Linked DNA regions of Hordeum vulgare: regions 2 and 3 are each linked to region 1. The links are chromatin contacts, called in public Hi-C maps. All regions are on one chromosome and are shown on one strand. The core of a region is the stretch at or near the end of the contact, and the rest is flanking DNA. Distances in the headings are between cores, read along the strand shown. Region 1 holds the start of LOC123399188 (flowering time control protein FCA-like). Region 2 holds the start of LOC123399448 (CCR4-NOT transcription complex subunit 10). Region 3 holds the start of LOC123399503 (calmodulin-binding receptor-like cytoplasmic kinase 3).

What was found. Hi-C and Micro-C count contacts between places; a contact is called where the count stands out from the background.
Region 2: a Hi-C map of seedling shows a contact between it and region 1, with 5 times the contacts expected there. The contact joins the promoter of LOC123399448 here to the promoter of LOC123399188 in region 1. A contact is called at or near these places in 3 of 6 Hi-C or Micro-C datasets (leaf and seedling).
Region 3: a Hi-C map of seedling shows a contact between it and region 1, with 5 times the contacts expected there. The contact joins the promoter of LOC123399503 here to the promoter of LOC123399188 in region 1. A contact is called at or near these places in 3 of 6 Hi-C or Micro-C datasets (leaf and seedling) and 1 of 1 datasets of contacts at active chromatin or transcription factors (embryo).

The regions. Positions count from the first base shown.
Region 1 is chr5H:353,049,588-353,053,712 of MorexV3_pseudomolecules_assembly, forward strand. It overlaps LOC123399188 (flowering time control protein FCA-like), which reads left to right and starts at 2,436. Exons shown (of 18, transcript XM_045093619.1): 1 at 2,436-2,931. The coding sequence starts at 2,586.
Region 2 is chr5H:352,325,653-352,329,542 of MorexV3_pseudomolecules_assembly, forward strand. LOC123399448 (CCR4-NOT transcription complex subunit 10) reads right to left here and starts at 2,189. Exons shown (of 6, transcript XM_045093859.1): 1 at 1,758-2,189; 2 at 322-408. The coding sequence starts at 1,943. It also overlaps the pseudogene LOC123396701.
Region 3 is chr5H:353,790,483-353,794,578 of MorexV3_pseudomolecules_assembly, forward strand. LOC123399503 (calmodulin-binding receptor-like cytoplasmic kinase 3) reads left to right here and starts at 1,389. Exons shown (of 7, transcript XM_045093908.1): 1 at 1,389-2,362; 2 at 3,265-3,522. The coding sequence starts at 2,059.

The DNA.
Region 1 (4,125 bases), core at 1,186-3,685:
GTTCCTGGCTCGGGTTAAAGTCATCCCCTTTCGTAGCCTTCCCCGTGTCCCTGTATGTCACGAGCTTGTGGTGGGATGATATGTTGGTGAAGTTATTTGGATCATCCATGTCAGACTCAGAGAATGCCTTCGCCTTCTTGTACGAGGCAGTATGGGCCATGCCATAAAGGTCGTACAAGTGTGGCATCTCCGTCTTATTGTGATGCGCCTAAAAGAGAGGAACAAAATATTAGCATGAAGAATGAATTGCATGAATCATGAAGCAAATCACATACCCAGTTTCGTCCGAACTGAAGTAAGTTGGCGCTGAACAAAATATTAGCATGAAGAAGAAGGAGAAGGAGCGAAGAAGGAGAAGGAAAAGAAGGACGGCTCCTTCTCCTTCTTCTTCTCTTCTTCTTCTTTTCATTTTTCCTCTTTCTTCTCCTCTTCTCCTCCTCTTCTTCTTCTCCCTCGTATTTCTATTTCTATTTTTCTTTATCCTCTTCTTCTACTTATTCTTTTTTTCTCTTCTTCTCCTTCTTATTTTTTTTCTTCTTCTCTTCTTATCTTCTTCCCTTCTTCTTCCTCTTCTTTCTATTAAGCTAACTAACTAGTGGCAGATGATCTTCTTATCTTCTTCCCTTCTTCTTCCTCTTCCACCACACCGACTACTACAACAACTACAATAACAACAACTATAATAACAACAACTACAATAACAAGAACAACTACTACAACGACAATAAAAAAATCAACTTTGTAGTTGTAATCTAATTCCAAAAAACTAAATACCAAATAGTTAATTTTCTCGTGCGGGGGGGGGGAGGGGGGTTGGGGTGTGGGGGCTCACCGGGAGGGGCGGCTGTGGCGTCGTGGGTGGCGGGGCCGGGGGTGTTGGGGGTGGCGGGGCGGCGCCGGGGGCGGTGGGGCAGCGACACAGGGGGCTGTAGGGCACCGGGATGGCGACGAGGGCAGTGGGCGGTGGCAGCGGGGCTGTGAGGCACCAGGGCGGCGCCGGGGGCGCTAGGGGCGGCGACGTGACGGTGGTGGCGGCGGTGGGCGTCGGGGAGAGGAGTGGGAGAGAGAGAGGGGCGGGGTGTGGAGCCGTGGGGCAGCGGCGCGAGGGGGCTGTGGGGCACCGGGGCAGCGACGAGGGCGGTGGGGCGGCGGCGGGGGCGCTAGGGGTGGCGGCGCGACGGTGGTGGCGGCGGTGGGCGTCGGGGAGAGGAGTGGGAGAGAGAGAGGGGCGGGGTGTGGAGCTGTTACACACTGGGTGAGAGAGAGAGAGAGGGGCGGGGTGGGGGCAAAGAGCCGTTACGGAGTTAGCTCTTTGCTGTGCCGGCGGACGACAAAGAGTCTAGACTCTTTGCCGTCTGCCTCCAGACGACAAAGAAGGGACTCCAGTTTGACCTAACGTACCCGCGGTCAGGTGGGCCCCACCTATATATTTGTCGTCTGCTGTGCGACTCTTTGCCCTCTGCGGCTGACGGCAAATATGTGACTGATGGCAAAGACATTCTATACCATGAGCCAGTTCTTTGTCGTGTGGTTTGTGACAGCCTTTACCGTCAGCGAGCAGACGACAAATATATGACAGACGGCAAAAAACTGAATTTCAGTAGTGAATGATGTATACTAAACTGTTGATACGAGGTTTGTGTAAACAAGTGAATTAATGTTGACCTTCGTATTTTAACAAAACAAATTCTAACTTTTCAGTTAATCAATCCACATTTTATCTAAAACGAAATTATTCATATCTTTTAAACCGTAACTCCGATTTTAACATGTTATATATGAAATTTGATTAAAAAATATGTAGAATCTAAATAGAATGTTATTTTTAGCTATTGAATACTTCTTAAATATTATTTTTGGTGCAAACTTAATCTGTAGTGCACGGTTCTTTTTTCTCTCTCTTTCCGGCGACGATACGAATTGCAATAAACATCCATTAAATTAAAACCAAATTGAGAGGAAAGAAAAACATCGTTGACAACACATGCACACCTTTGAAAAACCTCGTGGGGAGAAACAACATATTTCTCATCTTATTCCGAGTGACTGTATATTCAAACGCGTTTTCATTGTGTGAGCACTAAAGCCATCATCGGCAACACAAATGTGATGCCATGTGAAAATATATTGCGTTTAGAGCTTGTGTTATTTTCTCTTTCGTTGCAACGCACGGGCTCTTTTGCTAGTAGCTTAAAAACATAAAGAGTATATGCAGCCGCGTCGCAACATTCATACAACTTATGGTAATATGATGTCCACGATAATGCATATGCATCATCTATCTATAATTAAAAATATTTATAAAATAACTTATATTTAAAAAGTTTCCACATAGGTTGATAAAATATCCCTATTGAAGCCGGGAAAGATGCCCCGAAATTACGTTGTCCGTTGGCAGAAACGGAAGGGGTACGCCGGGGCAGCAGACTGCCGTCGGTCGCCCATCGGATCCAATCTGATCCTCACGGCCATTGGCACTTTACGAGGCGGAGTTGAAATTCCACACGGCCTCTCTCTTCGCCTTCGCCTTCCCCCTCTCGTGCTCGCGAGCCGCGTCAAAACCCTAGCCACCTTCTGCCCACCACATGCACCGCGGCAGCGACCGCTCCGCCGACCCTTCAGGCCCCGCGGGCGCCGCTCGCAGCGGCGGGGACGGCAGATTCGCGCGCGGACCCTCACGCTGGTCCGGCGGCGGCGGGGGTAGCCCCCCGCCCCACCGCTCCTCCCGCGGCGGGAGCAGCGACGGCGGCGGAGGCGGAGGCGGAGGCGGAGGCGGGAGGTTCCATCCGTACCGTGCGCCGTCTGAATACGTTGTTGGCGGTGGTGGAACTGGAGGGTACAGAGGCGGCGGCGGCGACTTTGATGAGACGGCCGGTGGAGCGAGGAGCCGTTACGGAGGCGGTGGCGGCGGAGGCCGTGGAGACTACTCAGGTTTGGTCCAGGATCTTGGCTTCTGCGCTTTGGCATTTTCTAGGTTTTGCTGTGCCGCGCTGCCTCTAGATGTGGAATTTTAGCTTGTATACGCACGGGAAAAGGTTTTTGGGCTTTTGGTCCTCTGTGCAATAAGTGATGAAGTTGAACTTCCATGATCTCTGGAAGATTTTACACCAAGTTCAATCAACTGTTGTTAACTCGCCATAGCTGAACAGTCACTGTTGGGATGTGACAAACCAGTGGTCCAAGTATGCAGCTGCGTAATATGTGCTAGCATGTATACCATGATGGCAAGACCACCCACCTTTTTTGAATGAATGATGAACTTAGACTGGTTTCAGATGTACATGCTATACAGGGGATTAGATTATTTGCCCCACTTTACTAGGGGTTTGATGATTTGCCGAGGCTCGTCTCAGTGGCGGGTCGTCATCCCACCCCCCCCCCCCCCCCCCCGATTTTAACATGTTATATATGAAATTTGATTAAAAAATATGTAGAATCTAAATAGAATGTTATTTTTAGCTATTGAATACTTCTTAAATATTATTTTTGGTGCAAACTTAATCTGTAGTGCACGGTTCTTTTTTCTCTCTCTTTCCGGCGACGATACGAATTGCAATAAACATCCATTAAATTAAAACCAAATTGAGAGGAAAGAAAAACATCGTTGACAACACATGCACACCTTTGAAAAACCTCGTGGGGAGAAACAACATATTTCTCATCTTATTCCGAGTGACTGTATATTCAAACGCGTTTTCATTGTGTGAGCACTAAAGCCATCATCGGCAACACAAATGTGATGCCATGTGAAAATATATTGCGTTTAGAGCTTGTGTTATTTTCTCTTTCGTTGCAACGCACGGGCTCTTTTGCTAGTAGCTTAAAAACAGAAAGAGTATATGCAGCCGCGTTGCAACATTCATACAACTTATGGTAATATGATGTCCACGATAATGCATACACACTGGTGGGATGACACAAATTTTAAATGTAGAAGTAAAGCGTGGGTTAAGATCTAATTTCTCCATGATACACACTGGTGTGTTCTGTCTTGTTGTTAAATCAGTATAATAATGGTATGGCCTATGAGCTTATCTCGTGATGAAGCTTCAGATAAGCTATTGTAATAGCCTAACAGTTTCAGGTAGGTCATATCTGGTTAATCCAGATGTTGGCCTTAAGTCA
Region 2 (3,890 bases), core at 939-3,438, 720 kb before region 1:
CTTTGGCGACAAAGATTTATTGACTTTCCAAGGCAGCGTACAAGCAGAAAAAAGGGTAAAGATGTAAAACGAAATGAAAATATGAACAATAGAAGTCACTAATCACACATGAAAAGGACAAAAAATCACTAATGTGGCTGCCTTTTTGCCACTATTCAAAGGTTGATGCTTTCTATTCCTAACTTAGTCTAGACATGGAAAATGAAAACGAATACATGTATCAAAGTACCAGAGCCACCAAAACAATTATATTCCTAACGGAGTCTGTATGTGTTTCTACCACCAAGTCTGAACCGCAAATCAGTATGCAGATTCACTAACCTTAACATTGCCAAGAATTTCAAGCAGCTTCTTTGGATCGGGACAACCATCCACAAACGATTCTGCGATGGCCATATTATGAAGGACCTGAAAATTGAACACTGACATAAGATGCAACACAGAAAAACGTGACACCCTCAATCTCTTCCTTGGGAGACAATATATTCACTACAGGAAATGTATTGACTAGGACATATGCTCCTACTAGGTACCCTCACAGGTCACGAGTAACGAGTTAATCAGCTAAAATCAGCTTAAAGGTCGGGTAACAGCCTGATTAAAAGGTATTAGCACGCAGAGATGCAGTGCACCAGTGGCTGTGCGGACAGTTGGGGATATGTATTGGATTCAGAAAATGTGTACTCGCGCTGTTGCTCACTGTTCTGCAGATGGCCAGGTTTGAAGTCTAAACATTACTGATTATTCAATTGTTGCTCATAGTCATATCCTGAATACTGTTGTAGACACAGTGGACAGTGAATTAATGTTGACAATTCAGTTGTATCCAACCAATGTACACCAAGTCAGATCCATTTTCACACTACATGGTATACATAAAGAACTAAAAATTTAAATAGAAAAATCAGTTACAAGACATAGTACAGTATGATCACGAAAACTGAGCAGCCAGCAAAGTGCCAGTTAAATAGTTTCAATACCATGCTATGGACTCAAGCTGAGCATTCTAGTAAGTGGAGAATCATATTATGTGCTATACAATATACATAGATACCGCCTAACTGTTTCACCAATAATTCTCACCCCAACCATTTTTTCTTTCCATTTGGAGGAAATTTCTGCTTCAAATTTATAATCTAACAGAGAATTTTAAACAAATCGCCTATGCTTCAAGAAATGTACAACATTACTAACTAAAATCAGGGAAGTGAGAAACACTCCCAAGCCTAGTAGCAAGCCCTGTTGGCATTCACATGCACCATGTAATACCCACGTCCACATGACCATTGATAGACACACAATCAAATGGGTACAAATCCAACACCAGCACATTAAGATGCTAGTGAGCCATGCGACAATCACATACAAGATAGCAGTGTATAGACACGCGTCAGATATACGCAGCACGCAATCACACACCCCAGATGCACCCAACCACTTACAAACATATGCAGGCTCACCGTCACCCACCATGAGAGGAGGGGAGAGCCATGCAGACAGCTACAACAAGCATACCACACAATTCACGTGCAAGATACACTGAGCAAGCATATAAGCACAGTGAGTGGTGACAGAAACATCAGGTGAGCAATACTAAAAAAACAGCCTTCGCTGAGCAAACATGCCACCACGAACCCGGCGAGATACAGGATTTGCTATGTATTCAGTCAAAGAATATATAAAGCAATCAGAGAGCATCCTAACTCTCCTCGCCTTTAGACGTATAGGGAAGCAAAAGCAGAGATCCAATCGCCCACCTTGGGGTCACCCTCCTTCTTGAGCAGGAGCTGCGCGAGCACCTCGGCGCACTCGGCGTACCGGCGGCTCTGGAACAGCACGGCGGCGTCCCTCGCCATAGCTGCCGTCGCGGAGAGCGTCCCGTCCTCCTCCGCCCCGGGCTGTGGCTGGGGCGGCGGCGCCTCCTTCGGCGCCGCGGGCTCCATCCGCCAGATCTTGCACGGACGGTGGCTGAATCGGGAGCGCGGGTGCGACACGCGGACGCCCGATTCGCGAGCCGACGCAGCGAACTGGAGCACTGGCGGTAGGGTTTGGAGTTGGGGAGGGCTAGCTAGGGTTTGGACGCGATGGCGATGGGATACGCCAGAGCGAGGGAGGGGGAGTGGGAGGGGGGGCGAAATCGACGAAGGCGATGGATAGAGAGAGAAGAGGGAGTTGCTTTCCTCTCCTGATTTGTTAGTTTTTCACGATACTGCCATTTCGACAGGGGCCAATGTCCGTCCTGGAATTTTTGCGAAAGGGTCCCTGTCGTTTCAGGTAATTAACCCGCACTCCTTATGTAAGTCGGGTCGAACCGTTTTTCACTTTTTATGAAAAAACCCTGTATTTAATCCGACCGCTCCCCTCCGGCGATGTTGATGCGTCGCCGCCGCCTGTTGGGCCCGGTCCTCCCCCGCCTCCTCGTCGCCCTGCTCCTCGCGTCCGCCGTCGCATTGCTCCCCGGCGACGCGGCCGAGGCGGCCGACGAGGGCCGCGTGGGCAAGGCGATCGCGGCGGTGGAGCGCGCAAACGCCACGGCCGTGGCCCTGGGGCGGCCCAGGCCGGCGGGGAGGCAGCGCAGGGCAATGGCACGAACAAGGAGAACAGCCTCGCCGACATGATCAACCGCGCGCTCGAGAAGGAGTTCCCCGACTCGGAGGGCGACCAGGGCGGCGGAGGTGCGTGGATCTGAGTCCCGCCATCTCCCCCGATCCGCCTCGCGGGCTCCGTGGCTCGGGGATCTGGTTTCGGCGCGCCCTGGCGTGTGTCGGCGGCCGGCTGCCTAGATCTCGGCCCCGGCTGCCGCGCTTTGCTCGGAATTGGCGAATCCTGCCTGTTTCTGGGTCTTTGCATTGAGCTGGCCTGTGCTGACCTCTACTGCTATGATTTTGCAGAGACGGACCGCGGCAGCTTCAACAACACGGTCGCCGAGAAGCAGGTGTTTCATCTGCACAGTTTTGTTTGTGTGTGGTCGGATTGTTCGTTTACAATGATTATGGAACCTGGTTGAATATTGCATTATTATGATGCTCATGGAATGGTTGTTCATGTCTTGCCGGCTCTCTAGATTTAGGAGGAGCACATGAGGTCGGCGGCGGCGGCCCGTCTAATCCGGCGACAGGAGGAGCACACGAGGCTGACGACGGTCGCGAGACCACCACAGCAGGCCAACAAGGCAGCGTCGCCGGCCGACGACGGCATCCACGAGGACCTGCCGGCCTCCGCCCAGAACGAGAGGACCGGATCCGAGCCGGCGGCCGCGCCTGAGGTGGAGGTGCAGCTCTTCCGCCGCGACCGGTGACCGTGTTCCGGTCGCCCCTGTGCGGGTACACGCAGGACCAGCTGGAGGTGGGGGACATCCTGGAGAAGCACGGCCTCAAGTCCGTCTTCGCCTTCGACGCCGCCTCCCGCGCGCGCGGTGTCGCCATTCATTCAACCCCCCGCAACGGCCGCTCCCTCCTCCCTTACGCCGCCGACTCCACCATCTTCCTCGACGGCGAGCCCAAGGTAAGTCTCCACACCTATTTTTTGTGGGGTGTTTTGAGGGTTGGGGATTGATTGGATCTTCCGTGACAGTTGTATAGCAATAGGATGGTAGTTGCCTCGTTTTTCCATTCCAATTGCGAAATGGGAGGGTGGTATCGGCATGCCCACAAGCAACTCGCAACCTTTGTGCACAACCCAGCAGTTTATGAGAGAAATTTATTGCTTCAACCATTTCCGCATACAAGCAAAGTACCAAATAAATCTAAGTTCGGTGCAGGTTTTCTGATATGTTTATCTTTCCACCTTTTCAGTTAGTTGATTATGGTCATGATGGATGTCTTTTGATGCTCCAAGACTGTTTGGATGAAGTGTTGTTGAATGACAGGGAGGCCAAAAACTTGCAGTTG
Region 3 (4,096 bases), core at 139-2,638, 740 kb after region 1:
CATCGTAAACACATCCCTCTGTAAACAGGTCCGGCCCAGTCATCGCTTGATACCGCCCAAGCCCCACCGGTAAGGTCACGGTACCAAGCCCAAGCCATCCTCCTGCCCCACGAGCCCTCTCCTCCCGCACAGCCCCCTTTGCCTCGTCCGTCGCCGCCTCCAAAATCCCCTTCGAGTCCGACGTCAATGCCTCCCAAACCCCTTCGAGCCCCCCTCCGCCTCCCTTGCAACAACTACCTTCGCCGACATCCATGGCTCCCTGACGAACTGAACGAGTTCCTTGTGGAGATCAAGACAGCCGGCGCCGCTTATGACCAGGAAGGCTGCGGCGCTTGAGATCGGTGGCGGTCGCCAGCGCACATGGTCAAGATGGCCGGTGTGGCACAAGATCCAGCGGTTGGGGGCTGGATTTGGGAACGGTTGGCGGTGTTTGAGATCTTGGTCGGCTCGGTCCGGGGCGAGCAAGAGCAGAGCCATCTACGGGGACGATGGTGGCTGGTAAGCAGTAGGGACGAGCAAGAACAGAGCGATGGTAAGCAATTCCTCTACCTGAACGGGAAACAAACAAACTTAAAAAAATCTCATTACACCTCCTTAAACACTGTGATCTGATTACGTTACCGTTACCGTGACCCTTTGTGTTGCCAAACACCTCCTTAGGCCTTGTTTGGTGCGCAGGGTTTGAGAAGGTTTGTAGGGGATTATCCCCGAGGGGATCAGAAACTCTGCAATTTCCCGCATGTCCATTTGGTGGACAGGGTTTGTGGTGAGCAAACCCCTTCAATCCTCTCTAATCTCCTCGATTTCTTCCTACCCATGCGGTTCAGAAACCTTATCTCATGGCTCGGGGATTTGACAATTGAGGGGGTTTGACAGGATTGGGTGAAAGGAAGGGATTCACCCAATCCTCTGAAACCTCCCCCTCCACAATCCTCCCCAACCCCTTCCTGTCAAAAAAGGCCTTAGGCCTCGTCTGGTTAAGGGGGATTGGGGAGGTTTTGAGAGGAAAATCCCCGGGAGGGCCAGAAACCTCACAGATCCTCGGACGCTCATTTGGTAAGAGGGGTTTGCTTAGCCCAATCCCCTCCGTTCCCCTTCAGTCTCTTCCTATCCATGTGTTTCAAAACCCTTTTTGGGGTACTAGTGGAAGCAAAATCCTGGGGATTTGAGAGGATTGGGTGGAACAAAGAGATTCACCCAATCCTCTGAAATCCCTCCCTTTCAAAACCTCCTTAACCAAACGAGGCCTTAGGTAGTCTATTTCTCTATCCGGGCATGATACCCCCACTATGGCCAGTCTTATAGGAGTATTTAAGAAGGGAGGGAGTAGTTTTTTTTCTATCCCTGCACGGGCATTTATAGCTAGTCTAGAAAGAGAAAGCTGAGCAACCTGTCCCATCTGGCAGCAGCCAGTGACGCTGCCACCTGCTAGAAGTTTCGCACCCCGGTCCGCAGTTGCCACCCGGAAGTTACCGGCGCCGCCGGTTCCCACCCCACCCCGCCTCTCCGGTCTCTGCCTTGACCCTCCAACTCTTCCCACCTTCTTCGGGCAGGCTTCACTTCAGCTCAGCTGCAAAGATATCTCCTTTCTTCTTTTCCATCCGTCCCCCAACTGCTCCTCACTTTTCTTCTCCCCTTCCTTTCTCCCGATCTGAGCACCACCCATTCGCTCTATCGATTGATCCCCACAGCTCCGATCCTCGAGTAGCAAAGTGGCCAGATTAGTCGGCGTTCTGCTTCCTGCTCAGCCCAGATTAGATTTGCTTGTCTTGTTGTTTTTGTGCTGGGTCGCTCGCTCCAATCGGTCAAGATTTTCTACTCTCTCTCTCTCGCTCTTGGCGTCTAGTTCATCCGCCGCGGAATAGCCCGATTCACTTCCTTGATTTGATTTGACTTCATTTCGTCTTCTTGGAGGCAAAACAATCGTCCTCGTTGAGTTGGAGGAGAAAGGGGATGCAAACTTCGCTGCGGCCACTCTTGTATCCCCATTTTTAAGTAGCATATGCTCGTCTCGGGGATGAGATACTTGTGAATTTCACGGTCCAGTTTGCTGTCTCCATGTCTCCTCTGGCTCTTCTCCTCGCTCTGCTCTTCCTTTTGTGCTCGTCTCTGGCTTTGGTTTCCGGGTCCGAGCCAACCCTTCCATGGACCTGTGGGGATGAGCAAGTTTCCATCTTGGAGACCTCTGACGGCCGTCAAAACCTGTCCATCAATGGGGTTTTGGTGAAGGACCGTGCTCAAGGCTGCGACAGGCTCCGGTCCTACTTTGGGAGTGGTTGCCTCAGCTGCGATGAGCGGTCGCAATCCTGGAGGGGTGCGTGGATGCGCTACTGCAGCGATGATGGGAGTCAATCTAGCTATGGTGAGTCGCTTCTAGGTTTCTAGCTTCAGTTGTGTCTGCAGTTCGTTCCATACGTTTATGCTTGTATTAGAGCTTGAATTGCGCTCATGGTGATGTCAGTTGAAAATATGATTCGGTTGGTTGAGGATTACCTTTAGTTGCAAATGCTATCCTATAGTGAATTTACAATAGGGGCCCTTTATTATAATAATAAGTACGGCAGTATATCTTCTTTTGTTATTTTTCTCAGACTAGTCATTGGCAATTATCTATGGAACTTTGGCCATTTGCTAGCATGCACCGATGTAGTAATGAACAAAGTGACTACTGAAAATGAACAAAATGACAATCAAGTATTTGGCTTAAAATGCCTGATTGCGGTTGCTGGATTGTGCTGTGCTGAACCTATATTATAATTTTATGATCAAACATGAAAAGATCGGCACAGCAATAGGAAAAGAACAGATTATACAAATGATAAAATCGGCAAAAGCTGGTTAAGACAAATAGGATTATCAATTATCATAATGCACTACAATACCAAACACATGCATTGTACTGAATGATTCTGTTTACAAGACATGAATTGTACTGATGGAAGCTGTTGTTGGTACTTCGTGTAACACTAGCATTCATGCATCCTACTATTATTCTTTAGTTTTGCTGTAGACGTTTAGTTCTGTGGGAATGCCACTTCTATTCTATGCCAGACTGACTATATCTGTTAGTGTGAGCCGTGAGTGTACAGGCCCACCACTCAGGTTCTTGTCATCTTCAGCTTGAATTTGACTGCTTATTTCCATAATTAATTCGTTACCTAGTTCCTTGTAGGTATTCTAGTTACTTCTATATCATGCAACCTATAGATGACATATATGGTTTTCTAAGTTCTGTTTCCACACATGCATTGTTACGAAATGTAGTAACTTCAGCTCCAAACATACCAAGGAGGCTTTTGAAGCGGCTGTCTGAGACTGGCGTAAAAGCTGAAGATGACCCATGTGGGAACACGGGTCTACATGAAAATAAACATGATGCCAATGATTCTTCCGAAAAAGAGGATCCTCTATTGGCTGTGCCAGGTGTGCTTCTCCTATGCTGTGGTCTCATGCTCCCATGTTTTCATGCCGAAAGAAAAGAAGGAAGAAGCCACAATTCTACATCCATCCAGCGCAATGCTGGTGAGTCAATACATCATATGTTATTGTCCTTTTTTTTCCTTTTGCAACAAATGTGTTATTGTCCGTTGATATTCGGGAAAAGCCAATTCTTCCTGTCATCCTTGTAATGGGATCAAAAGTAAATACACCAAATATTAGTTTTCTGGACTCAAATTGGAGTAGGCTAATTTGGCATAATCGTTTTTAGAAAGTCCATCTAGTTCAAGCACTATACTGGGTTGGGTACGCTTGGTCAATAATAATGCATGCATTAGAGTTTGGTGAATACTATGCATGCATGGATGAGAGATGGTGATATTGGATGATGCGCACACCACTGCCCTCTAATTACACTTTTTTTAGTTATTAATTGAACGCCTGTGTGCTGCTGCAAAAGTGATATTAGTATATCCAATCATGTGAAACGTCTATTTTCATATAAATCTGATGCTAAAAAAAAAGACTGAACTTCAGAAAAAGTGGCAATGCACAAATAGAAAACCATAAACCTGATCATAACATGAAAAAAGAGAGCCATCACAAGGTAGTGGAGATTGTGAGCAGATGGCCCCACATGCCAGCAGCTTAGGTTTGG